Linked DNA regions of Canis lupus: region 1 is linked to region 2. A link is a contact called in public Hi-C data. All regions are on one chromosome and are shown on one strand. Each heading gives the region's core, a stretch centred on a gene start, on an enhancer-like site or on the middle of the called end of the contact. The rest is flanking DNA. Distances are from core to core; before and after follow the strand shown.

Region 1 (5,089 bases), core at 2,062-4,561, 190 kb after region 2:
CTTAAGTTATTAAGCTGCCACTAGAGAAACATATTATTAAAGCATAATAATATGCTTGACTAAGTTATAAAAATGTACTAAAAACAAAACAGCATGTATAATAGGATACCAATTTCATTTAAACCACCACAAACATATATTCACATAAATGTGGAATATGTGCCAAAATGCTATTTCTCAGTAGTGACATTACAGATGATCATTTGATTTTACTTGTGCTTTCTGTAACTATGAAGTTTTCTACAATAAACTTAATAAAGGAAAATAATAAAAATATTAAGAGGAAAATATGACTAGGGACCAAAAGATTTGAGATAGAGAAATCAAGTTTCAATAATCCAAAATACAGGATACAAATGCAAAGACTGAATCTTTTCCTTTAAGTTACTTTGAAAAAAAAAAGGGGGGGGGGGGAGCAGACATCTACAAATTAACACTGAAAGCAAAATAGTGTACTGCTGCCCCCTAAAGTTAGCTCTATGCTATTACATCCTTCTTGTCTCATTCTTTGGTATTAAAAATTGAGATTCCCATCAGGTCACTGCAATCAATTTATTTAAGTTTGCCCCTGGAATGAAGGCACCTAGAACACAGGACACAAATTATCTTCCTGCTAAAATTTATATTCCTTTCTCCATTTAATAATTATAGCTTCAGTTATTTAAATACGAATGAACTGGGAGATAACAGAAAATTATCTTCGGGTACCTCTGCTAATCCCCTTGGACCTGTCAATAACTTAGTTGTAACTGGGTATTTCAGTAAAGTGAAGCAGAAAATATTGTGAATTATATGTACTACTGAAGGCAGAAGAGCAGGAAGGCAAGAAGCTAGAGCTACTGTAGTTACAACTGTAACTTTTTTTTTTTTTTAAATCCTAAATGGTGATCTGCTTCCAGTTCTCAACCACAGCTATATTTTAGAATCAACATTTACAAGAATACAGGTATCCATATCAATTACATTAGTCTTCTGGAAGCAGGGCATTGGTAGGGTCAAAAACTCTCCCAAGTGATCATAATTAGTTCCTAAGGCCCAACAACCTTGGTCAGCTTAAGGAATCTTTATTCTTTTGTAGCTTAAATTAAAGGTGGGTCATATGAAGTATTGGCACTTCCTTCATCAGAAGAGATCCTCAAAAAAGGAACTACTTCAGGGTAGAAATTTAATGGCTAGAAACAAAGTTTTTCATCACAGAGGCAAAGTCAAATATTCTCAAGGGCCAGAAAATGAAAATACTATTTTTCAGTGGTGGTTTAAAGAAAAAGAAAACTATGCAGACCAAGGAAAACATGGCTTATAACCTGTGGTCATATCTGGGTTATGAGCCATTCATTTTTTTGCCTGTTTTACTCCGCTATCTTCAGGGTCAAGTAGTAAGCTTTTGACTAAGGCTGTCAAAGCCAAACAAAAACAAAAACAGAAAACAAAACAAAACAAAACAAAAAAAACCCACCCCCAAAACAAAACAAACAAAACAACAAAAAATCTTTGGAAAGTCTGTTTCTGTTTGTAGTAAAATGAGAGAAAAAAAATGAACAAGAATCTGTAAAAATCATGGAATTCTTCAGTAAGACTCTAGTGCTTTTCTACAGAAACAATACAGGTTTCTACTACTCTATCAAGTGGAAATGATAGAGTGAGTTTCCCCCCAAATATAGAGGTGGTCTGACTTAAAAGGGAGAAAATGCCAGGAAACAGTTCTCCAAAAGCTGCAAAAACTCAAATTCTATTGAAAGGCTGTGAGATCATGGAGGAGAAAACATGCCATATCTATACTTTAAAACTCTGGATTGAGAATCTGAGGCCCAGGGTCAACCAATCCGAATTGCAATCGCCGGCTTGAGGCTTTTCTCAGAGGCAAGTACACAGAGTGCTCCAGGACAAGTGATTTCCTTCGGATTTTCCGTATTTTACGATGGCTAACCCATTCTCAAGCAAGGAAAGGTTGAGGACTCATTAAAGCAATGAAAACGACTCGCTTAAAAACTCCAAAATGGCTGGAGGGAGGGGGCGCAGGGAGAGGAGGAAGGAGGATGCCTATGGTTTTCTCTCAACATTCTTCGTCCTTGATAAAATTTCGGTTTTTTGATACAAGGAGTGAATTCACACGCAGTTAATAGAAAAAAACAGCGAACTCGTCGGAAAGCGTGGATTCTAAACCAGAGTTGCTACTGAGTATCCCTATGACCTTAAATCATTAGTCAAATAATTATGTCCCAACGTTTAATACCTGGAACTACCGAAGTCCCACTCAGCTCCCACTTTCTTCTTTTTTAAAAAGATTTTATTTGACAGAGAGAGAGAGAGAGAGAGAGCGCGCGCGCGCACAAGCAGGGGACGCGCAGGGGAAGTGGGAGAAGCAGGCTCCCTACCGGGCAGGGAGCCCAACCTGGGGCTCGATCCCAGGACCCCGGGATCATGCCCTGAGCCCAGGGCAGACGCTTAACCAACTGCGCCACCCAGGCGCCCCTCAGCTCCCACGCTCCACAAGCCCGCAGTCCGACCCGCTCGGAAGAAGAGAGGAGCGCGGCGTGGGAAGTACTGCGGCGCCCAGGGGCCCGCCCAGGGGCCCACCTAGGGGCCCACCTAGGGGCCCGCCCAGGAGCCCGCCCAGGAGCCCGCCCAGGGCCCCGCCCCGCGCCGCGCCGCGCAGGGAGGTCCAGAGCCGGCCGGCCTGAGAGTCCCCAACTCAAAGGTCTCAAAAGCCGGAAACTACACTTCCTCTCTCCGGACTGGCCAAAAGCCAAGGCTGGGACCAGCCCTCCTCTGAATTTTGCTCCTTTATTGGCCGCCAGGGACCTAGTCAGACGCAATCTACACAAACCTCCCGCCTTCGCCTAGAAATTGGCTCACAAAAAATTACTTTTTTTCTTGGTGTCGCCAGCAGGTTCCTCTGTTCCCGGGGAGACGGCGGCGGAAGAAGGGGGCTCCGGAGTGGCTGTTTCTGGGGAGACCTCCGTAGGTCCTTCGCCCTCAGCAGCAGTCGAGGGAGGGAGCTGCAGCCCGGACTCCGACTCCTCAGCCATCTTGCTCAGTGCAGAGCGAGGGCGGAAGTGGCGGCTCGGCGCGTGCCGGGGGCGGGCTTTACGCCAGGGGCGTCGCTAGGGAGGCGGCGGAGGGCGGCGCGGGGGCGGGGGAGCGGAAAACCCAACGCTGAAAGGTGGGGCTGCCGGCTGGGCCTCTGTGCGGAGCATGTCGCAGAGCCCCGACCGTGAACACCGCAAGTGCGGTTTTGCCAGAGGAACAGCCCTCCGGAGGGAGTCTGCGAGCCCAGCGCGCCGCCAAGTGCGCAGGCGCCTCCCGGACAGGTGGGCTCGGGCCGGAGATGTTTCCGCTTCCCTTCGCGCCGGCCCCGCCCCGCCCGGCCCGGCCCCGCCCCGCCCCGCCCCGGCCCCGCCCCGCGACGCGGGAGCGCGCGCGCGCGCGTGCGGGAGGGGGCGGGTGGGGAAGGATCGCCGGCGAGATCCCGAGGCGAGGCTCGCGCGCCCGCCCCCGCCCCGGCCCCCAGCGCCCACCCGGTCCGCCCGGCTCAGCCATGATCAAGGCGATCCTCATCTTCAACAACCACGGGAAGCCGCGGCTCTCCAAGTTCTACCAGCCCTACGTGAGTATCCCGCCGCCTCGCCGCCTGGCCGCCTGGCCGCCTGGCCGCCGCCGCCGCCGATCCGCGTGAGGGGAGTCGCTGGCAGGCTGGCAGCGCCCTCAGGGCGACCCCCTGAGGCGCGCCGCGGCCCTTCGCGCTCCCGGGCTGTCAGCCTCCGGCTCCGTCCTCCGACGTGGCTCTGCCCGGGCGGCTCCTCCGCCTGTCTGGGCTGGGCGGCTTCCCGGCTGGCGCGGGCGAGGCTCCGGGGGACTTCCCGGGGCGGGGGCCCCGGCGGCGGGCGGCCGCAGCCCACCTGCCCTCGCGAGCCCCCCGGGCGCCCCGGCCTTGCGCCGCCCGCGGCTCGCAGCCCCACCTCCCCGACTCGCAGCCGCTCCGGGCCGACGGGTGTCCCTCCCCCGTGGACAGATGGGCTTCTGTTTTTCCCGGTAATCCGCTCGTCGCGCAGGAACTTGGGCTTCCTCCGTACGCTCTCTCCTGGGTACTGCCGTTGGGCCCTCGGCCGCCCGGTGTGACTTTCAGGTGTCTCCTTAGTAGAGAAAGAAAAGATAAGTGAGGACCTCACCTTTTTCTCGGGCTTTTCCCCTGGTGGCTGCAAAGGGAGTCCTGCAATAACTGGCGACGTTTGGCCCATGACAGCTGTGACTCTCTCCACCTGAAAGTTAACGATGGCAGCTGCTGGTTTGGCAGTTCTCTACCTAAGGGAATTGGGTCTCGTGTGTAGCTTTTCTTTTACTTAGAAAGACACTCCGTGGAGTGGAAGTAGTGCTGAAAAAATGCAGGTGTTAAGGGGGGGGGGCAAAGATGGGTAGTTTTTAAAAAAAGATTTTATTTATTTATTCATGAGAGAGGCAGAGGGAGAAGCAGGCTCCTCAAGGCCTGAGCCAAAGGCAGATGCTCAACCACTGAGCCACCCAGGTACCCTTCTCTCTCATAGAAGAGGGTTGAAGAAAGTGAGAAAATGAATTGATGATATTGACACATTGCTTTTACTTTGCGTGATCTTTTTTTTTTTTTAAAGATTTTATTTATTTATTCATGAGAGGCACACACAGAGAGAGAGAGAGAGAGAGAGGCAGAGACATAGGCAGAGAGAGGAGCAGGCTCCCTAGGGGAGCCTGATGCGGACCTCAGTCCCAGGACCCAGGGATAACCACCAGAGCCAAAGGTGGAGGCTCAACCACTGAACCACTCAGATACCCTAAGATAAGTAATTTGTTAATGACTGAGCGAGGGTTACAGACATAGGTGCCTATCTGAGGGCAAAATTCACCACTAGGTAAAACGTGGAGCTGTCACTATAAGGATTCATGTAGAGATAGAACTCTTGGCTGGAATTGGGGCATTTTGCTTACAGTCAGAAATGAACATTCAATTAAATACTGAAATTGTGCCAACGCTAGCACTTCTTGTGGATAAAGCCCAGATGGAAGTGATGCCTGCCCTTAAAAAATTAAATGTGAAAATGTCACTTCACTTAAAACG
Region 2 (5,004 bases), core at 1,351-3,850:
TGGCCAGCACTGTACCCAGCCTGCACTGTCGCTGTTGCATTGAACACTGCATGTGTGTTCATGGAAGCTCCCAGAGGGCAAGTTCAGTTGCTCCCACGGCAACATCTCTATGATGTGGTACATATAATAAAGGAATTAAGAATTTACTCTGGGACTGCATACTGATTCTGCTACTTGCTAAGTTTTGTGGCCTTGGGTTTAAAGCTTTCAAAGCCTCAGCTTCATAAGTAAAACAGAAGTACTACATCTATTTCCTATATCGAGTTGTCCTGAGAATTAAGTAACATACCTGAAATACTTAGCATACTGTCTGCTACGTAACAGATGCTATTTTTTTTTTAGCCCAGAATAGAAGTGGTAGTATTCTCAGCACCAAGCACAGTGTCTGATGCTGACACTTGAAATACACTCATATTTTTATATTACAATTCCTATTCTCTTCTTTTCTGTCCATGGCTCCAGTCCGTGAAGTTAAACAAACTGAAGGGTGATCTGTAGCCTCCCTCTCTTTACTACCAATAGCCAAATCATCATGAGGTCCTGTTGATTTCACTTACTAACTTCTCTCCAATCCCTTTACTTTTTTCTTAAAGATTTATTTATATATTATTTATTTATTTAATGCATGTATGTATGTATGTATAATTGATTGACTGATGATGCACAGAGAGAGGCAGAGACACAGGCATAGGGAGAAGCAGACTCCCTGCAAGGAGCTTGATTCAGGACTCGATTCCAGGACCCTAGGATCACATGAGCCCAAGGTAGATGCTCAACCACTGAGCCACCCAGGCATCCCCCCTTCACATTCTCCTTCCTCACAGCTACCACGCTAGAAGCCTGGACAACTACAGTAGTCTCCTCATCAGTCTTCTACAGCTACTCTAACACACACTCTACTTGCACAAGTTAATATCCATACAGCTACCAAAAGTACCTGGATCTCAGCACTGCACTGCTTACAACCCTTTGACGGCTTTCCTATGCTCTTACGAAAAACCAAAATTCTTAACTAGGCCAGCATGGCACATGGTCTGGCCCCTGACCTCCCTCCCTCTGACTCCTTATTCCCAACTATACTGGATTTCGATGGTCCTCAAATACCCAGTCACTCCTGCAATGGGTATTCCCGCACTCCCCATACCAAAGCATTAACCACTGATCCTTTATAATTCAGCTTAAAATCACTTCCTAAAGGAAGCCCTCATTGATCTCAAAGATCAGACTGCTTCTCCCTATTTTCTGCTCTTAAAGCACAGTTTCAATGAATGAGCAGGTACAACTAAAAGGGTACAATGGGTGGGGAATCAAGGATGGCAGTGACCCAAACCACTCAAACCACTTTTGTATCATCAGCACCTACCACTCAACAGCTGCTCTGCTATGTTAAGTCAGCTACCGAGAAAGATGGAAATAAAGAGTGTTTCACACACGTAAGAAACTACATTCCATTAAAGTGTGTTTTCTGGGACGCCTGGGTGGCTCAGTGGTTGAGCGACTGCCTTTGGCTCAGGTTGTGATTCCAGGGTCCTGGGATCGAGTCCAGCATCAGGCTTCCCATGGGAAGCCTGCTTCTATCTCTCATGAGTAAATAAATAAATAAAAATCTTGAAAGAAAGAAGGAAAGAAAGAAAATTTGTTTTCTATAAAATCCCCCAAACGAAAAGGGGCCTCTCATTTATCACAGCTCTTCGTTCTACACCTTTGGCAGGTGGTCATTCAACCTCGAGGGGAGCTCTTCCTGTGACAGGGACAGAATCAACCAAAGTCCTAATAGCATCAATGGAGAAAGTGAAAAGCAGTGGAATGGGGTATTGGCAGTACTTCCGATCTGATCAGAGCGGAGGTGTGGAATCAGTGGGAGGAACGGCCGGGACACTGAGCACCAGAGAACAGAACTTTTGTTAAAAGGAGAGTCTGGTAAGGAGAAAGTTCAACAGGCGTTAAAGTGAAGGGCATTCGAGCGTGGAAGGAAGAAGTCACAGCGACACGAAGCATTTCTGGCATTCACGTATTTTCCTATCTGGTCTAAAATGGCTCTCGCCCCACGTTTAGAACAGGAAAGGCAAACGCCCCACATCAGCTCGCTAGAGGGGATTCCGGGCTCAGCCAAAGAACGGAAAAACCTAGACAGGAGGGAGTCAGCCAGCGGGCGGCGGCCCGGACCCTGGAGCCGCGCCCTGGGGGCCCCGCGCTGGCAGAGCACGGAGTACCTGGAACTCGAGGGTGCACTTGGTGCCCTGCGTGATGTCCTCGTAGAAGCACTGCTTGGCGTTGTCCGGCAGCTCGAAGGTGATCTCTGAGGCGCCGCCGGGCCCCGGCAGCAGCAGCAGCAGCAGCAGCGCGAGCAGCCTGCAGCCCCAACGGCCCGCGGCGGCCGCCCAGCGCTGCGCGGACCCCGGCCCCGGCATCCCGAGGCGACGGCGGCGGCCTCAACGGAGCTGCGGGGAGGCGCGGGGTCGGGTCTGCGCGGACTCCCGCGCGCGGCAGGCCTCGGCCCCGGGAGGCCCGCGAAGACGCACGGCAGAGCCGCTCCGAGCCTCGGAGGGATTCGGGACGCGGGGGCGAGCCGCTGGGCGCCGGCGAGCGGTGCGAAGGGACCAGGGCCCGGCGCCACGAACGACCTACGGGGCAGAGGTAAGGCCGGCAGGGTTCGGGCGGAAAAGGCCTGAGACGGCCGGAAGTGGGGCGAAAGCCTGGGGAGAGGGGGCGGGGCCTGAGGCACCTGCTCCAGCAACCCGGATGTGCTCTCCCCCGGCCGCGGGGAGAGGCGTTGCAGTGTGTACGTGGAAGCTCGCGAGACGTCCGCTCGGCTCGCGTCGGCGCCGGAGGCGGGGGCGGGGGCGGGGGCGGGGGCGGGGCCGGAGCGAAGGGCGGGGCCTGCCGGGGTAGAGGCGGGGCGTGCTGCGCCGCAGGTGCGGCTCCGAGAGAGCATCACCCAGGGAGCGGCGGCGAGCGCGTCCCGCCCCAGGGGGCTAGTGACCGGTGGCAGGGCGCTTTGTTGTTGAGAGCTGACAGCTTTCTCATAAATAACAGCAAATATTTGGGGTGAGCAGTTTAACCATGAGTCTGAATTCTGGGACCGCTACAATTACAGGAATTTTAATCCCTGCTGTGCAATTCGCTGGCTGTGTGACCTCTCAGCTTCACTTTTGCATCTGTAAAATGATAATACTACGTAACCCAGAGGGTTATTACAAGGCTTCAGGACTTGCAAAAAGTACCTTACTTTTTTGATAGAGTAGGCACTAAGTCAGCTTTTTTTAAAGAAAAATAAACATCATTTGAGCCCTCCTTATCATCAGGCACTGTGCTAAGCGTATTACGCAAGTCTTTTGATCCTTCACTAGTCAGGTATTATCACACCTACTTTACCTATGAGGAAACCGAAGATCCAAAAAGTAGAGGTCATTGCCTGTGATCACACACTGGTTTTTGTCGGACTGCTTTAAAAAATAGTAGGCCAAAAAATAGGTTAAAAAAAAAAAGGTAATACTAATAGTAACTAAGAGGTGTTGATTTCTTAAATTATACATTTTCAGGGATCCCTGGGTGGCTCAGCGGTTTAGAGCCTGCCTTTGGCCCAGGGCATGATCCTGGAGACCAGGGATCCAGTCCCACATCAGGCTCCCTGCATGGAGCCTGCTTCTCCCTCTGCCTGTGTCTCTGCCTCTCTCTCTGTCTCTCAGGAATAAATAAATAAAATCTTTAAAAAATTATACATTTTCTTGTGCATATAAAGACAAATTAGGTATCATTCCATTTTTTAATTAATGATTATGATGAGCTCGTGCACTTGAAGATGATCAGCAGAGGGCTTTATGAGAAGTAAATAGAGGGAGTTGGGTAGGAAACAGAGAAGTGAAGGAGGTGGGTGTAGAGGCAGGGTGGGGGTGAGGGGGTGTTGGTAAGGAGGAGATGCAGGACCTGTGGTGGCCAAAGCCTCCACAGTAGGGAAAGGAGCCCTGAGAAGGTAAGATTTGGAGGTGATTGCACCTTTCTGATAACTGGGCCAGAAACAGAAGCAATATTTGTGTCTGTGGAGGAAGGAAGAATGAATTTCAAAGTAGGAAACATGGGTTCTGTTTTCTAACTATTGACTTTGGCCAAGTACCCAACCGGATGGGTAACATTTTTAAAGTGTAACAATACCAGATGTGTAGAGCCACAAGATCCTTCATACACTGCTAGTAGACTCGTAAAGTGATACAAACCACAAACGGTGTGGCATAATAAAGCAGGAGGTATATACATATGCCTGGAAATTCTACTTTGCATACATTTTAAAGTGTATACTTTAGAGCAGTGCTTCTCAGAATGTGCCCCCAAAGACCCACCCACGGGAGTCTCTGAAACCCCCTGAGGGTCTGAAATGATCTGTGTTGAGGCTTTTCTTCATCATACATCTCAACCAAAACAACAGATAATGGATTGAATGTAAAAGCAGATGAGCACCTAGTTCCTTGTATGAATCTAGATCTTAAAAGAGATTTGCAAAAATGTACAGTAATGTCACTCATCACTAAATTTTTATTTGGAAAATATAGTTATTTTTCATTTAAAATGTGTTATTTGTGTTGACATGTACAGTGGGTTGAATTGTGTCCCTCCAAAAAGCACATGTCCAGGTCCTAACTCCACATCCTGGTAAATGAGACCTTACTTGCAAATAGGGGTGGTTTTTTGCATAAGTAATTAAGTTAAGGATCTCAAGTTGAGATTACCCTGAATCTAGGATTGTCCCTAAATCCTGACTGGTGTCCTTACAAAAGAAAAGAGAGGGAGATTGGAGACATACAGAGACACACAGGAATGATGCCATGTGAAGTCAAAAGCAGAGATTGGAGTCATATGTTTACAAGCCAAGGGATGCCTTTCTCCTACCAGCAGCTAGGAGAAAGGCCTGGAACACTGTCCTTCAGAGTCTCCAGAAGGAACCAACCCTGGCAACAGTTTTTAATTTCAGACTTCTGGCTTCCACAGCTCTGAGAGAACAAATTTCTG

What was found. Hi-C and Micro-C count contacts between places; a contact is called where the count stands out from the background.
Region 1: a contact with region 2 is called in a Hi-C map of blood, with 3 times the contacts expected there. The contact joins the promoter of ATG12 here to the promoter of TMED7 in region 2. A contact is called at or near these places in 7 of 9 Hi-C or Micro-C datasets (amygdala, blood, liver and 1 more).

What each region holds. Positions count from the first base shown.
Region 1 is chr11:5,810,079-5,815,167 of UU_Cfam_GSD_1.0, forward strand. ATG12 (ubiquitin-like protein ATG12) reads right to left here and starts at 3,312. Exons shown (of 5, transcript XR_005366528.1): 1 at 2,867-3,312. AP3S1 (AP-3 complex subunit sigma-1) reads left to right here and starts at 3,459. Exons shown (of 5, transcript XM_038551848.1): 1 at 3,459-3,607. The coding sequence starts at 3,539.
Region 2 is chr11:5,624,713-5,629,716 of UU_Cfam_GSD_1.0, forward strand. TMED7 (transmembrane p24 trafficking protein 7) reads right to left here and starts at 2,601. Exons shown (of 3, transcript NM_001204338.1): 1 at 2,214-2,601. The coding sequence starts at 2,411.